Linked DNA regions of Mus musculus: region 1 is linked to region 2. A link is a contact called in public Hi-C data. All regions are on one chromosome and are shown on one strand. Each heading gives the region's core, a stretch centred on a gene start, on an enhancer-like site or on the middle of the called end of the contact. The rest is flanking DNA. Distances are from core to core; before and after follow the strand shown.

Region 1 (7,156 bases), core at 2,485-4,984, 110 kb after region 2:
AGGTCATTTAGATGGGGTAATAGAACAGAGTACCAGAGAGAATATAAAACTCAGAATCAGACTAAATTCCAATGCAGCTCATACAGGCTACAGAACCTTGATTAAGCTGCATAACTTTACAGAGACTAATTTATTTGATTTTCAAAATGAGATAATGAGACCTACTTCACAGGGCCGTGTACAGCTTAAACCACAACGCATCTAAAGACTGAACACTGGTCTATGGCCGATACAGGCCCTCGTTGCATGACCACCCTCCACAGCATCATTTTGGAAACTCGTAGTTTTCCTAATTGTCCCTAAAAATCTCTTTTATGATTCACTATGGAGACAAGACTGTGCATGGACTTAATGTCTCAGATAAATCTAAACAGAAAGTACATACTAGGATCACAAGCCCCGCTTAATCTGTGTTCTAGAAGAAAAAAATCCTTTGAATTTAGCCATATTACAATACAAACAAACAGCTCCTAACCTCAGCATAGCAAAAAAGAAACCTACATGTCTTTAGGATGTCACACAGACCCACGTTCCATACATAGGTCTCCCTAATAATTTTCAACTATGGCTTACATGGTGGAAGTACAGATGACACATGTCAAGAAGAGATTATGTTAAAGGTTATGACTTCAGTTCCGGTTGCATATTAACCCATTCTACCCCAAATTTGGGGCGGAGGGGGGGGGAAATCCTACTATAAGCCACTTAAAATTCTTCTCCTATTCTCTGACAGATGAGCCTTATCCTTTAAGTGTTCCATTCCAGAGCTCAGCAAAACAGTGACATGTTTTAGTCTATACTTGTATGAGTGTCATGGGGTTTTCTTTTAACAACATGCTAGCACTGCATTTAATGAGCACCACCAACTACATGCACAACAGAGCAGAACGGCTGAAATAACGAGATTAATGAGCTGGGCTATGCTGGATAAGACAAAATGGCTGCCCTCAGAGTTCACGCTGGCAGAGGATGGTACACTGATTACAATCTCTATGCTATCCCCGAGCAACATCACATTATTGAACTTCAAAAATGTCAAGACGAAGCCATTACTATATGCCAACATAAAAAGACTCCGTAAGATAGTTTAATTTTAGTTTCCACTTTGTAAGGGAGTTGAATGATAGAGCGGCATTAGCATCGCATCATTTATACATGAGAACTGCCGTTCATAACGAGGTAAGACTAACACCAGTTAGTGAGGCCAGCATTTTTAGTGCCGCAGAGGAATAAGTTTTCATAAGGAGGTGAGGATCGCAAGGCCTACCAGCACAAGCTCACAGTTCCAAACTTCTCAGGAGGCTGAGGGAGGAGGATGGTGAGTGAGGCCAACCTAGGCAATTTGTGAAGCCCTATCTCAGGACAAAACAAAATAAAGAGGTGAGTGGGGTGTAGCTCAATGGGAAATCTCCTGCTGGCATGCCCCAAGACCTCCCTAAGTTCCGTTTCTAAAACCGAAAAACTACTAACTCAATAATACCAAACCTGGTACTGGGAATGGCCTGACTATCTTAGAGGCAGCAATATGTGATTTTTGACATCTCTGGATGTAGAGAAAGCTCCAAAATTCACTACATGTGACACACTACAAACACAGATCTTCCTAAGTGTTAAGAAGCCATTCCTGGACCATCCTTAGATTGTGACCTGGATTTCTTTAGCTCTTTTTGCTCACACCGTGCCAGTCAAGTGGTCCAGGTGATAAGTCGGCTCTCGTGGCTGTGCCAAACACTGTTTCCTTGCTACTAAAAGCACAGCTAAGCACAATGAAAGCTGAAAGAACTGGGAAACTGTAGGAAGCTTGTGGAGGGTCATAGAAAGGTCACAAGCATCCAGAATGATAAACACAGATGCAGACAGCACTAAGAGAAACCAGAGCTGCAGACATGCAATAGAACTCAGAATCTAATTCAACAATGCATCCAGAGAAGAATATTGGATGCTTCCCCCCCCAAACTTCTCTGAGTCGCCCGTCCTCACTCTTTTTATTTTTCTAGATTTAAATGAGAGATTGTTCTTATTTTAATTTGCCTATATCTCTCTTTCCTTGGGAAGATATTTATATTAGTTCACCCTTACAACATCTGATCTTACTGTAAACACAGCAGTAATAGAAGAGAGAGCTGAGAAAGACATCTTCTTGTCCATCAACAAAACACAGGGCATTAAAGGTGAGGTAAAGAAAACCTTGGGGCAGTGGAGGAATCCAGTCTGCTGTCTGTCTAGTAATGAGGGATGAAAGCAGCCCCCTGCTGGCTAGAGGCTGTACTGGTACCAGTGTTCTCTAGGCAGGGGGAAAGAAGGTTGGAACAGAGTACAGATGCCCACTGCCTGAGGCCCGGCCCCGGGACTGTAACTTGGTATGTCTGGAAGAAACTGAGAGAGCCTCTGTCTGGTAAACAGTTAGGCCAATCTCCCACAAACCCAGGGATGTGTTTCTAGCATGGAAGCTTTCACCACCCACAGCAGACACAATTCTAGTCTGATAAGTCTTAAAATACTCTGTGAGGAAACGAAACAGAGATCGAAAGCGAACATCAAACAACCGCCTCTGAACATGAGCCTACAAAGAAAAACTCTAAGTCACTTGAAAGCTCACACTGAAAGAGATGGAAAAGCAAGAGGATTAGCCACCAAGAAAGGAGTCCTGCGACTGCCTGTGATGGGTTTGGCAGCTGCCAATCAAATCTTCTCAGGCTTAGCTGCTGTCTTGCTTTCTAAAAGAGTGGTTCCCAAGGGATGGGCTTCATCTGCACTCAGCTCTACACAGAGCCTTGGGGACTTTGAGGATCTTGTACCCTCATCTTCAAGGACAAAGTACACTTCTTCAGACTTTCACACGAAGATGTCTTTACACACAAACTGGATGCGCATTTGTGTACTATGTACGTGGACGTATCTGCTTGTGCCTGTGCATGCATATGACAGCATAAGGCAGCACCGTAGCGGGGCAGAGAGCACAGGATCCAGAAGGAGACGCTGGCATTGGAACCAAGCTCCCATGGGTACTGGAGTGAGTGGACCAGTCACTAAGCACACCCCTTCCTCTTCTGTAAAGTGGAGAGTAACGGTGACTGCATGCCAGTGTCATTTTCTCTACTGGACGTGCAGACCTTGCTTTGCACATGCCTGACAACTAAGAAATGCAAACTACCATACCCTTGCCTGTCTTCACACCGGGAAGTCTGTCTTTTGTAAACCATAGATAAAACCAGGAGTCAACTTTCCTGCAACTGAAACAGGCCATCCAAAAGAGATGGGCACAAATGTGCTGCCATAGCAGGAAAATTGGGGGATCACGGGTAACGTCCTACGTGCTTGTCCTTATAAAAGCAAAACAAAAGTATGCAAAGGATCTTCAGGCCTCAAAGCTGGGGGAGTGGGGAGGGCTCGACCTCCCAGGTTGTTATCAGAAGCCTGCTCTTTTCACGATCCCAGATTTCAGATTACAGGCTCTCAAATAGGTTCTCTGTTTTATCCGGCTTTAATGTTCCCCCAAATTATCTGTGCCAGCCCACTAGTCCCATTCCAATTATTTCCTCCCACTGGTGAAGAACATTATCCAGACTGAACCAACACATTCCCAGCTTCCCCGCTCTGCCCTTCAGGACCATCAGGACTGGCAGCTTGAGAACTGAGTCCTCCTGCGTTGCCTCTTGCCTGAGCAGGCACGATGCAGCAGCAGCAGCTGGCCAATGCTGCCACCACCTGCCTGCTCTCAGCTCGAGCTGTCACAGAAGGACACCGAGTGATATTTGCCTTCCACGGTGCACTGACAATGGACAGGGCTGAGGAGTGTGGATGACAGTGAACTGACATTTTCCTCTGACAGAACAGGCAGAAAAGAACGAAGCCCACCTTGGTGGAGAATGGTACGTACATCCCTCCACTCTCACAGAAAAGCAAGGCACAACAGTGGACAGGTACAGCCATCCCTAGCCCTCTGTGTCTAGAGGTTCCTTATCAATGACTTAAGTCATTGCTTGGACTGAAGTTTCCAAGCAAACATTCATGTCTACACTGCAGGTGCACGTTTCCTTCTGGTCACGTTTCCCTAAAAACGAAGCTATTTCCATAGCATAAGGGGGCCAAGTCTAAAGATGGTGTGTGGTATATACAAGAATGCATGTAGGTCCCCACAGAAATGTTACATCATTTTATATCAAGGACTGTGCATCAGACAAGTTGGTATCTATAAGGACTCTTGAAACAAGTCACGCACAGATGCCAAGGAAGAAGTAAACTACCATTTCCTTTTAGTGCTTTATATCCTTAACTTTTAACCTATGATTTAATTTTAATTGTATAACTTACCACACTATCTGAAGAAATATGATTATCACTAAGCAAGAAAAAAATAAAGACAAAATAAAGTATAGATATTTGGATATCTATCCACTCCCTTCTACTGATAAATGCATGCAGAAGTCATAGCATGTGCTTTCTCGTAGAAGGGAAAATACGGGGGTGGGGGACAGAAATCAAGGGAGGACAGGGTTTCACATGATCAACTAGGCCCTACCATGGTCCTGTCTAATTTGTCTTTTTTCTATAATTTCTGACCTGCAGTCCTACCCGTTCAGAATTAGGGGCCATCTACTACTCTTAATCTAGGAAAGCCAAATGAACAGGAAGTGTGAAATGAAGGGCAAATGTCAATCTAATTGAAGATTTTTAACAAGACACTAGAATCGCTAACAGTGAGCTGGATGGTCTCGCCTAGTTTCTCTGAGTCAAGACCCAGATGGGCAGAGGTCACAGGCTATTGCACAAGGAGCCATAGTAGGGGTGCGTGCAGCAGAAGTGGCCGAGTCCACTTGCTCTTCCACGTATGAGCAGAGTAAGCAGCACTAGATGTCTGGCAGTATGGTATAACCAAGAAAAAAGACACATAGGTATAATTTTGCCAAAGAGTGATAATTTCTAATAAGTCTTTTATTGTGAGCATGAATGTTTCAGGACGCTCACGTGTTAATCTGGGTTTTATTTCAGCACAGGGATCAAAGAGGGAATCACACCACCCAACACCTGTACCTATGTGCCTCTGACCTGGGCAAGTCAGGTGCAAAGAGACCACATCTGTGCGACCTAGAGACAAAGCCACTGGCCACTGAATGGCAGATCCAAACTGGATGGCTGCATACCTACTGTATCAGTCAGACTGCAAAGGCACTGTAAATAGCATGTGTCCTGGCTAGTTTTGTGTCAACTTGACACAGCTGGGATTATCACAGAGAAAGGAGCTTCAGTTGAGGAAATGCCTCCATGAGATACAACTGAAAGGCATTTTCTCAATTAGTGATCACGGGGGAAGGGCCCCTTGTGGGTGGGACCATCTCTGGGCTGGTAGTCTTGGTTCTATAAGAGAGAAGGCTGCGCAAGCCAGGGGAAGCAAGCCAGTAAAGAACATCCCTCCATGGCCTCTGCATCAGCTCCTGCTCCCTGACCTGCTTGAGTTCCATTCCTGACTTCCTTGGTGATGAACAGCAGAATGGAAGTGTAAGCCGAATAAACCCTTTCCTCCCCAACTTGCTTCTTGGTCATGATGTTTGTGAAGAATAAAAACCCTGACTAAGATAGCATGTAAAATGGTTCACAGTAAGTTACATCTTGCATGCTGTGGTGTTTTCTATAAAATGTAAAGGAAATATGAAACAAAATTTGCCTACTACTTTTCAATGTTGTTCTTAAAAATGCCTTCTAGAAAAAGTCAAACTACAAATGTGGTTTAACCATAATGCCCATGGACAGCAGTGGTCTGAACTACTACACCACCGACTTTGAGGAACCTTAGATATCACAATAGTTGTCTTTACAGATTTAATAATGCCACAGAAACAGTAGAAAAGCCACATTTTTCCATATCCACTTCCAAATGCGTTTTGGAACTGGATATGGAATTGTATATTTTATTAATATAAAAACAAAATAACTGATATTGAAGCCTAAAACCTTTTCTCCAAAATAATACATTTCTACATATTACAGAATATGTTGCATACTTCACATGGTTAATATGTGAGCAGCTGCCACCAAAAATATTCCCTCTGTGATTCCTCCTTGAGTGGTGTCACCGCTCGGGCAGAATACTGACAGTATCCAGTGATGTGTTCACTAACCGAAGGCTCCATACCTCGTGTCAAACGTGTGTCCAGCATGTTGGAGAATTACACTCCTTTTACTTAAAGCTTGCAGTTTGCCCCACACAGAGTCACTAGGCTGTCTCTCTGTGTTAATTCTGCCTCCATGCAATAATAAGTCTCACATTCCAGAGGTTTCAGAGAGGGCTCCACAATTAAGAACGCTGGCTGCTCTTCTGGAGTCCCTGGGCTCCACTCTTAGCACCCACATGGTGGCTCACAACTGTTGCAGGGGATCCCGTGCTGTCCTCTGGCTTCTTTCACCACCAGGCCTGCACATTGAATACAGGCAAAATACTCATGCATGTATGAAAATCTGAAATCTCCACATTCCGAACCAGCAATCACATGGGATAAACATTCCAGAAACCTCCTCTGCCTACACAGACGCCTCACTTTAACATGGAGGAATGAAGTAAAATCAAGTTGATTTAAGGTGGCTAGTTAAAAGCTTTTATTCCTGCTGACAGAACATCAGATGCTAACAAGGAAAAGAATGACGAACCTATGAAGTGCTCCAACACCAAGCACATTGCTCTCACTGTAGACACAACTATCGCCCCGAGCACAAGAAACTCACGTACAGCCGGGTGGTGGTGGCACACGCCTTTAATCCCAGCACTTGGGAGGCAGAGGCAGGTGGATTTCTGAGTTCAAGGCCAGCCTGGTCTACAAAGTGAGTTCCAGGACAGCCTGGGCTATTCAGAGAAATCCTGTCTCGGAAAAACAAACAAACAAACAAACAAAAAAAACAAAACCCAAAACAAAACAAAACAAAACAAAAAGAAACTCATGTATTTGTAAACTCCATGGAACAACATGACAAGTGAAGTCAGGAACACAGATCAAGTGCCTAAGAAGAAAAGGAACAGTCTTGTGTAGTAGTGATTAACGGTGGTGTGCATGATGAGAAGACAGAAGAAAGGACCAGACTGGACACAGCAGAGGAAGCAGGTCAGCTGTGTATCAGAGGGGCAGGCGACAGACAACAGCACCAAGAAGCTCACCGACACTGA
Region 2 (6,526 bases), core at 97-2,596:
GTTGGCCATCACTGGAAAGAGAGGCCCATTGGACAGGCAAACTTTATATGCCCCAGTACAGGGGAACGCCAGGGCCAAAAAGGGGGAGTGGGTGGGTAGGGGAGTGGGGGTGGGTGGCTATGGGGGACTTTTGGTATAGCATTGGAAATGTAAATGAGCTAAATACCTAATAAAAAATGGAAAAGGAAAAAAAAAAGAAAGGAAAGATTCAGCTATGATCCAGCTTCACTTAAGCAGCAAGGCCAGAGAAGTAGAACCCTGATCTCCAGAACACTAGCTTTGACAGTCAGGACAATCCCAGCTCCGTTAACTACCAGCTCAGAGCATCTGGGGAGAGATCTTATCTAGCTTGTGCCTTAAATGCCTTGTTTGTATAATAGCACTTGTAGAATTTATCCTGAAGTATTAATGTTGGCAGTTCCATGGTGCTATGTTCTTGTAAATATCTGAGGCTAGTAATGTTGAGAAACAATACATAAAATTATGTCCTCTAAGGCATGTGAAAAGCTCATGGGACGCTGACTATCTTGTCCACTAGACGCTATGCATGGTGCTGCCCTGGCCCACTGGTGCCTCAGTGTGGCTGAACTCAGATGAGGAAGGATCAAGGAAAAACAGAAACTGTCTCTGAGTAGACATGAAAAAAGAGGAGCATTAAACAAAGGCTGGAATCATCCAGTTTACCTGCCTGTGCCTCCCAAGTGCTGGGATTAAAGGCACGCACCACCACTGCCTGATGGGCATTAGCCTCCAAGGCAAATATCACCTATCACTGATGGCAATGTTTTTCAGAACACTGTCTACTGTGCCTCTCGCCTATCACTCACAACTCTGCTTCCTGGATACTCCTTTTCACAGAAATCAACATCTCTTGTGCTAAGCTGGTTGGCTAGTTGTTACATAGCTATGGTATGCTTACTGCGGTGATTGTTCTTTTTATATTTATCTAATTAAATCTGGTAAAGTACAAGACACGTAATTAAAGACTACAATGAGTGAAGTTTGGCAAACCATCTCCAAGAAGGTGACCATTAACCAGCCTGATAATCTCATTTCTGTCTGCACCTACTTTGGAAATCCCTGTGTTATCCAATAACCAAGTTTTGGTTTATTTTCCCAAAGGAAGGTCGTTTTAATTAAGGTTTTAACTTATTTCCTGGCTACTGCTGCAAAGCCACAAATACAGAGGAAACAACTTTTATTTAAATCTGCTGCCAAAAGAATCAGAGTAAGCAGAAGACATGAATTATGAGTGAAACAAAATGCTTAGCACAAATCTCATCAAGCCTTTCCCTTCCAAGTATGAAACGCATGGCTCCAATCTCTGGTCTGAGGCAGCAGATTTCAAACGGCTCTGGCACAGACGGATGACTGAGCCAAGCCAACAGATGCCATCCTAGACCATATGGTCTAGTTACACTAAGCTAAGTGACAGGATGTCAAGTAGAACTATTGAGTCTTCTCCCCTCCATTCCTCCCATCGTCTCTTTGTCCTCCACTTACACACATACAGCTTCTGCACTGACTTATGAATGATGGGAAAGAACAGCTATCATGAAAATATCCAGATTGTTGAAGACTTTCAGGCACTAGTAATTTCTCTTCATTCACTCTCTTTATCAGCGAGGCTTTTTTTCTGATTATTATTTCCCTTTTAAATTTCCACAAACCAGGCTCTATACTTACACACATAATACATACATGCATATGTATATATATATGAAGTTTATATATATGCATACACACATGTGCACGCACACACATATACACACATATATGTATATATGTGTGTGTATATAATATATATATGATACATACATATATACACACACACACACACACATACACACACACACACACACACACACTTTGGGAATTCTTGTGTGTCCAATATACCAACTTTCAATTTATTTTCCAAAAGGAAAGTAATTTTAATTATGGTTTTAACATATACATGTGTATGTATATGTGAGTGAGTGAGTGTGTGTGTGTGTGTGTGTGTGTGTGTGTGTGTGTGTGTGTCTGTGGGTGGTGTATCCTTTGATGACTATAGATGAAATAAAATGGAGGCTGTGCAGGCTTATTATTAGTTCATGCAATGAATATTTTATAACAAGAAAATGATCTCTCAGCAATACGTATTAGTACAAATATTCACAATTTGAATCTTTTAAGCCTCACAAAACCTACCCAGAGGTACTTCTCTGTTCAAAGATTTTATTTGGAAACATAGGTAAATCTCACGGAATAGGTTGGTTTGTAAGTCTTACACCAAGTGTTTCAGGACCATCACTTTGTTGCTAGGAAGGCTGCATAATTTCACCCTCACCTGTCTCTACTGACATTCACTCTTTCTGAAACTCAACTTATACCCATAATCTACCCAGAAATCAGGTATCATGGTTTGAGGAACTGAAATATGTAAAGGATTATTTATCCTTTCTTTTAATAATTTAAGTAAGCTACTTAGATGTCCGCACTTACCAGGTGACAGAACCCATAGACCTCTTTTACCAGTGAGTGTGTAAATCTTGTGTGATAATTTTTAGCTTCTTGGGAGCTTAGAGATATTTGGGGTTCTGAAGAAAAGTCTTGAAATGTCACATCTGAAAGCAAACTTCCTAGACGGCATAAGCAAAAGTTGGAATAGAGAAACATCTAGAGTGATCTGACGGGAATGAAGACCTCCCTTCTATTAGCACTCAAAGCGTGGCCACAGATGCAGCTGCTATTAACAGGCAACTAAATGTTCCTTGCTTCTTGCCAGAGAAATCACTCCTGCTAACTCAGATCCTTCTCTTTCAAATTCTGCAGCCATGCTCTCTGCCCACTTCTTACTCCATGGAGCCTGCTGCTTGAGAGTCCCACAGAAAATAGGATGGTCAATGGGCTCGCAAAGGAAACAGTCCCAGAGGCAAGGCACTTCCCATCATCACTGAAGGAAAGTTTTATCAATCGCTGTATGTTCTGTATGAGTACTGTACTTGTATTAGGCTTAGGGTCCATACTTGTATTAGGCTTAAGGCCAATCATAGCAAGGTTTAACATGTGATCTGGCTCTATGTGCAACTTGATGTTTCTCATAATATTTTTCAGAAAACAAACAAGCCAACTGTCTACCACTTAAATGTTTATCAAGGGGGTGGAAATATATGACTGAAAGGAAAGAAGGAGCTATAAATTCATTTATTCACAAGACATAACAGCAATGATACACTAATATGAAAAGTAGACAAAATAGAGTATAATATGCAAAGTGAGTATAAAAGGAAAGTAAATTCATGTCATTCTAACAATGAACTTACATGTATATAGGATGTATCTATCTTACATTTAACTCTATATAGAGACAGGGAAAAGTGGAGACACATCATACTAGCAAAGCACCAAGGACTATTTAAGCTCAAAGCTCAAGGAGCTAAAAGCCAAGTCCAATTCTTCTTCTTCTTCTTCTTCTTCTTCTTCTTCTTCTTCTTCTTCTTCTTCTTCTTCTTCTTCTTATTATTATTATTATTATTATTATTATTATTAAAGTTCTTTAATAGTCTCCATTTAATTGGTTGATTTGCTGTTAATAAACTGGCAACACAGGAGGAGCCAACGCTAAGCTCTCAGCCAGGCTCCTGTACTGGAGAGCAAAGGTCCCTCACTTCTGGGGAACCTCCGGGATGAATACAGTGGCCGATGTGCAAAGAACCAGAGGAACTAAAGGAAGACAAGGGATGTCAGGAAGGAGGAGAGATGGACAGACCTAGGGGAAAGCAGCATTCTCCAATACCCAAACCTGCCCAGGGCTCGGGAGCCTTTCTGCTTGTGCCCTGAGGCCAGAGAATTTTGTCTCACAGGGGTCTGCATCTTCCTCTCCATCATGGGACTGATAGGAGAAGCTCAGATAGAGATAGCTTCTCGTGTTCCCTTTCTCTGGCAGGCTAACAGAGGCAAGATTATAAACCTTTGTAGACTGCACAACACAGACGGCTCACTTAGGAAAGCCCAGGGAACTATCAAATGAGCCTCAACGGTATCAAAAACAAATATATATTGGAGAGGTAAATAAAATAAAATAAAATACAGTAAAGTAAAGTAAAATAAAATAAAATAAAAATTCGGGAAGCATGTTGCCAAAGAGGAATTGACAACTTAAGCCATGGTCCTGAAATGCTCTTTACTGGATGTTCTTAGTAAATGATGACCTCATGGGAATCCAAGAGGGAAATCCTTCTCTTCTACTCTGACAACATAATCAGAACACACACGAGGGACAGTGATGCCAGAAGAGGAATAACACTGAATAAGCCACGATCCTGATTTAACACAACCTGCATGAGCAACCCCATCGAGGACAATGTATTTCCATCCTGTAACTTCTTCTCTGTGACCTCACCAAGTAACTGGCAAACAGGAATCATGGAGTCAAAGTTATCCTCCAATGCAATACGGACAATGACTCAGATTAGAGGAGAAAGAAAGGTCAGTAAATTCTCTTACAGGGGTTTAGGTTTTAGTTTAGGCAGAATTCAATTCCATAGAAATGCATGTGTGTTCATGTGTTTCTGAAATCCATCTAGTATTAATTATATGTAATTAATACAGTTCTCTGAACAACTACTTGGCAAGCATATGCAAAAGCTGCTCTTAATTTATATTCAATTATGCATAACTAATGCACACGGCATTCCTGTTACACACTCCAGTAGGTTATGCAATTAGGCGATATGCACCTAGCATTTAACTATACCTGGAATGTGAGTGGCATTCTTCTTTCACAGAAACTGAACAGCAGTTGTTTGAGCTGGGAGTCAGTGATTCACTTCCTAAGGTTCAGTCCATGATCACACTTCTCTTAATGTGTCTCTTACTCATCCTCACTTCTTATCTATCTTTATTCTCCATCGTCTATACACCTATTCCTTTTATCTTTTAAAAGATATTTTAATTTTACATGTTTTGATTTATCCAACAATGTAACCAGCTGCCATATGATATTTTCATGCAAATTTTATTCAGATGGAGTCTCTGGTTGCTCTCCCCCTCATCTCCCTCTTCCCCACAGTACCCTTTGGCTCTTGTTCCTTCGTTCCTCCTTGTTCTATTATTCCCCACTCTCTTTCTGAGAACTTTTCTTTAGTTTCCTGACCTTTACCCATGTGTACTCCTGCCTAGACATGCCCACTTAACAATTAGAAGCTAAGATCTAGATATGAGGAAGAACACACATTACTTGTATCTCTGAGAAATATACATGCACACACAGACACACACATATAAATGAGCAATACACATGTATTGATATTGAGAGATAATGATTGCTGTGAATTAATAACATCATATATATTGTATAATAGCATATATCTTACTTAATAAAATGTTTCCCAGTCACATTTATTTTCCTGAAATTTTTATATTTTTTCTTAATTTTTGATCTTTAAGGATCACCTGAATAAATAGTATTTTGCACTTAGTATTGAATGCTATGATAATCAATAGAATTAGTCAAATTAAACTGACAGTGTTTAATTGTTTACAAGGAGAAATGCTGAGACTTCTGGTATACACAGGCATGTTTTTTAAACTTAAGTACACTTGGCTTTCTTGAATACACCGGGCCACAGCTATAGCTGTCTTTATTCTTCCTAGCTGTGCTTTCTTCAGTTTCTTTTTCCTTTGACTTTTCTCCCCTAGACTTTTCAGCTGCCATGGGCCCTCATTGTGTCCTAAGCAAAATTATTATGATTTCAGGGACTCTCGGACTCTACACTGCTGACATCTGAGGATGGGTAAAACTTTGCTATAGGAGACGTTCCTGCATTGGATTCATACATATTCAGTGGCTTCTATTCAATGGATTCCAAGAGAAAGCCACAGGCATTGCTAAATGCCTTTACTGGGAGTAGAAATCTTCTTTAGTTAAAAATCATGACAATAATTCAATCACAAAAGGAAAACAAACACAACTTAAAATGAAGTCCCTTCCTGAGCTCTGCCCTTCAGTGGATTAAGATAAATTAATTCTAACTTGCAAACTGGTTTCAGTTCACACCAAGACAATCTCCTCCCTCTTCATTTCATGACTTGGGGGCAAAAGGAACATTATTTCCAAGAATGAAAAGAAGTTATCCTGTAACAGATGGCCTCAAGAAGCATTGTTTATCAAATAAAATCTAATTTATTTATACATTCCAGTTTATTTGCCAATATGAAGAAGACATGAACCTGAATACTGTATACTTGGCAGTTATAACTTACACCAGATGCCATTTGCGGGGAGGGGCTTTATATTTTGCTACCAGAGATGGGTGTCTGGAACTTTCAGCAGACTATGGACAGCCAGCACATCCTTGCACGTCTCACGCTGCCATGTCAGGTTAATGTGAGCTGTCACGTCTGAGCCCCCATGCTTTGCTGGCAGTTCACTGCAACTTTGGAAAGGAAAGACACAGAAGCATGGGGCTGTGTAATTGGTGACAGCTGCCATGTGGCTCACTAACAAGGCTCCCTGGGCACATGCACATCTTTGAGGGGCTTT

The links. Hi-C and Micro-C count contacts between places; a contact is called where the count stands out from the background.
Region 1: a Hi-C map of cerebellum shows a contact between it and region 2, with 3 times the contacts expected there. The contact joins two enhancer-like sites. A contact is called at or near these places in 7 of 39 promoter capture datasets (embryonic stem cells, frontonasal cranial neural crest, hippocampal neurons and 4 more), 22 of 484 Hi-C or Micro-C datasets (the G1E-ER4 cell line, the N1E-115 cell line, adipose-derived mesenchymal stem cells and 11 more) and 1 of 9 other capture datasets (embryonic stem cells).

What each region holds. Positions count from the first base shown.
Region 1 is chr6:37,034,972-37,042,127 of GRCm38.p6, forward strand. All of the region lies in intron 12 of Dgki (diacylglycerol kinase, iota), which reads right to left. Among named protein-coding and RNA genes, the nearest start is that of Gm52857, 140 kb to the left of the region's middle. Within about 2 kb of position 3,735, at least 30 of the 459 cell types and tissues checked have an H3K27ac peak or open chromatin away from gene starts, as enhancers often do. A contact at or near this core is called in cerebellum, where this site is marked.
Region 2 is chr6:36,925,310-36,931,835 of GRCm38.p6, forward strand. All of the region lies in intron 24 of Dgki (diacylglycerol kinase, iota), which reads right to left. Among named protein-coding and RNA genes, the nearest start is that of Gm52857, 25 kb to the left of the region's middle. Within about 2 kb of position 1,347, at least 16 of the 459 cell types and tissues checked have an H3K27ac peak or open chromatin away from gene starts, as enhancers often do. A contact at or near this core is called in cerebellum, where this site is marked.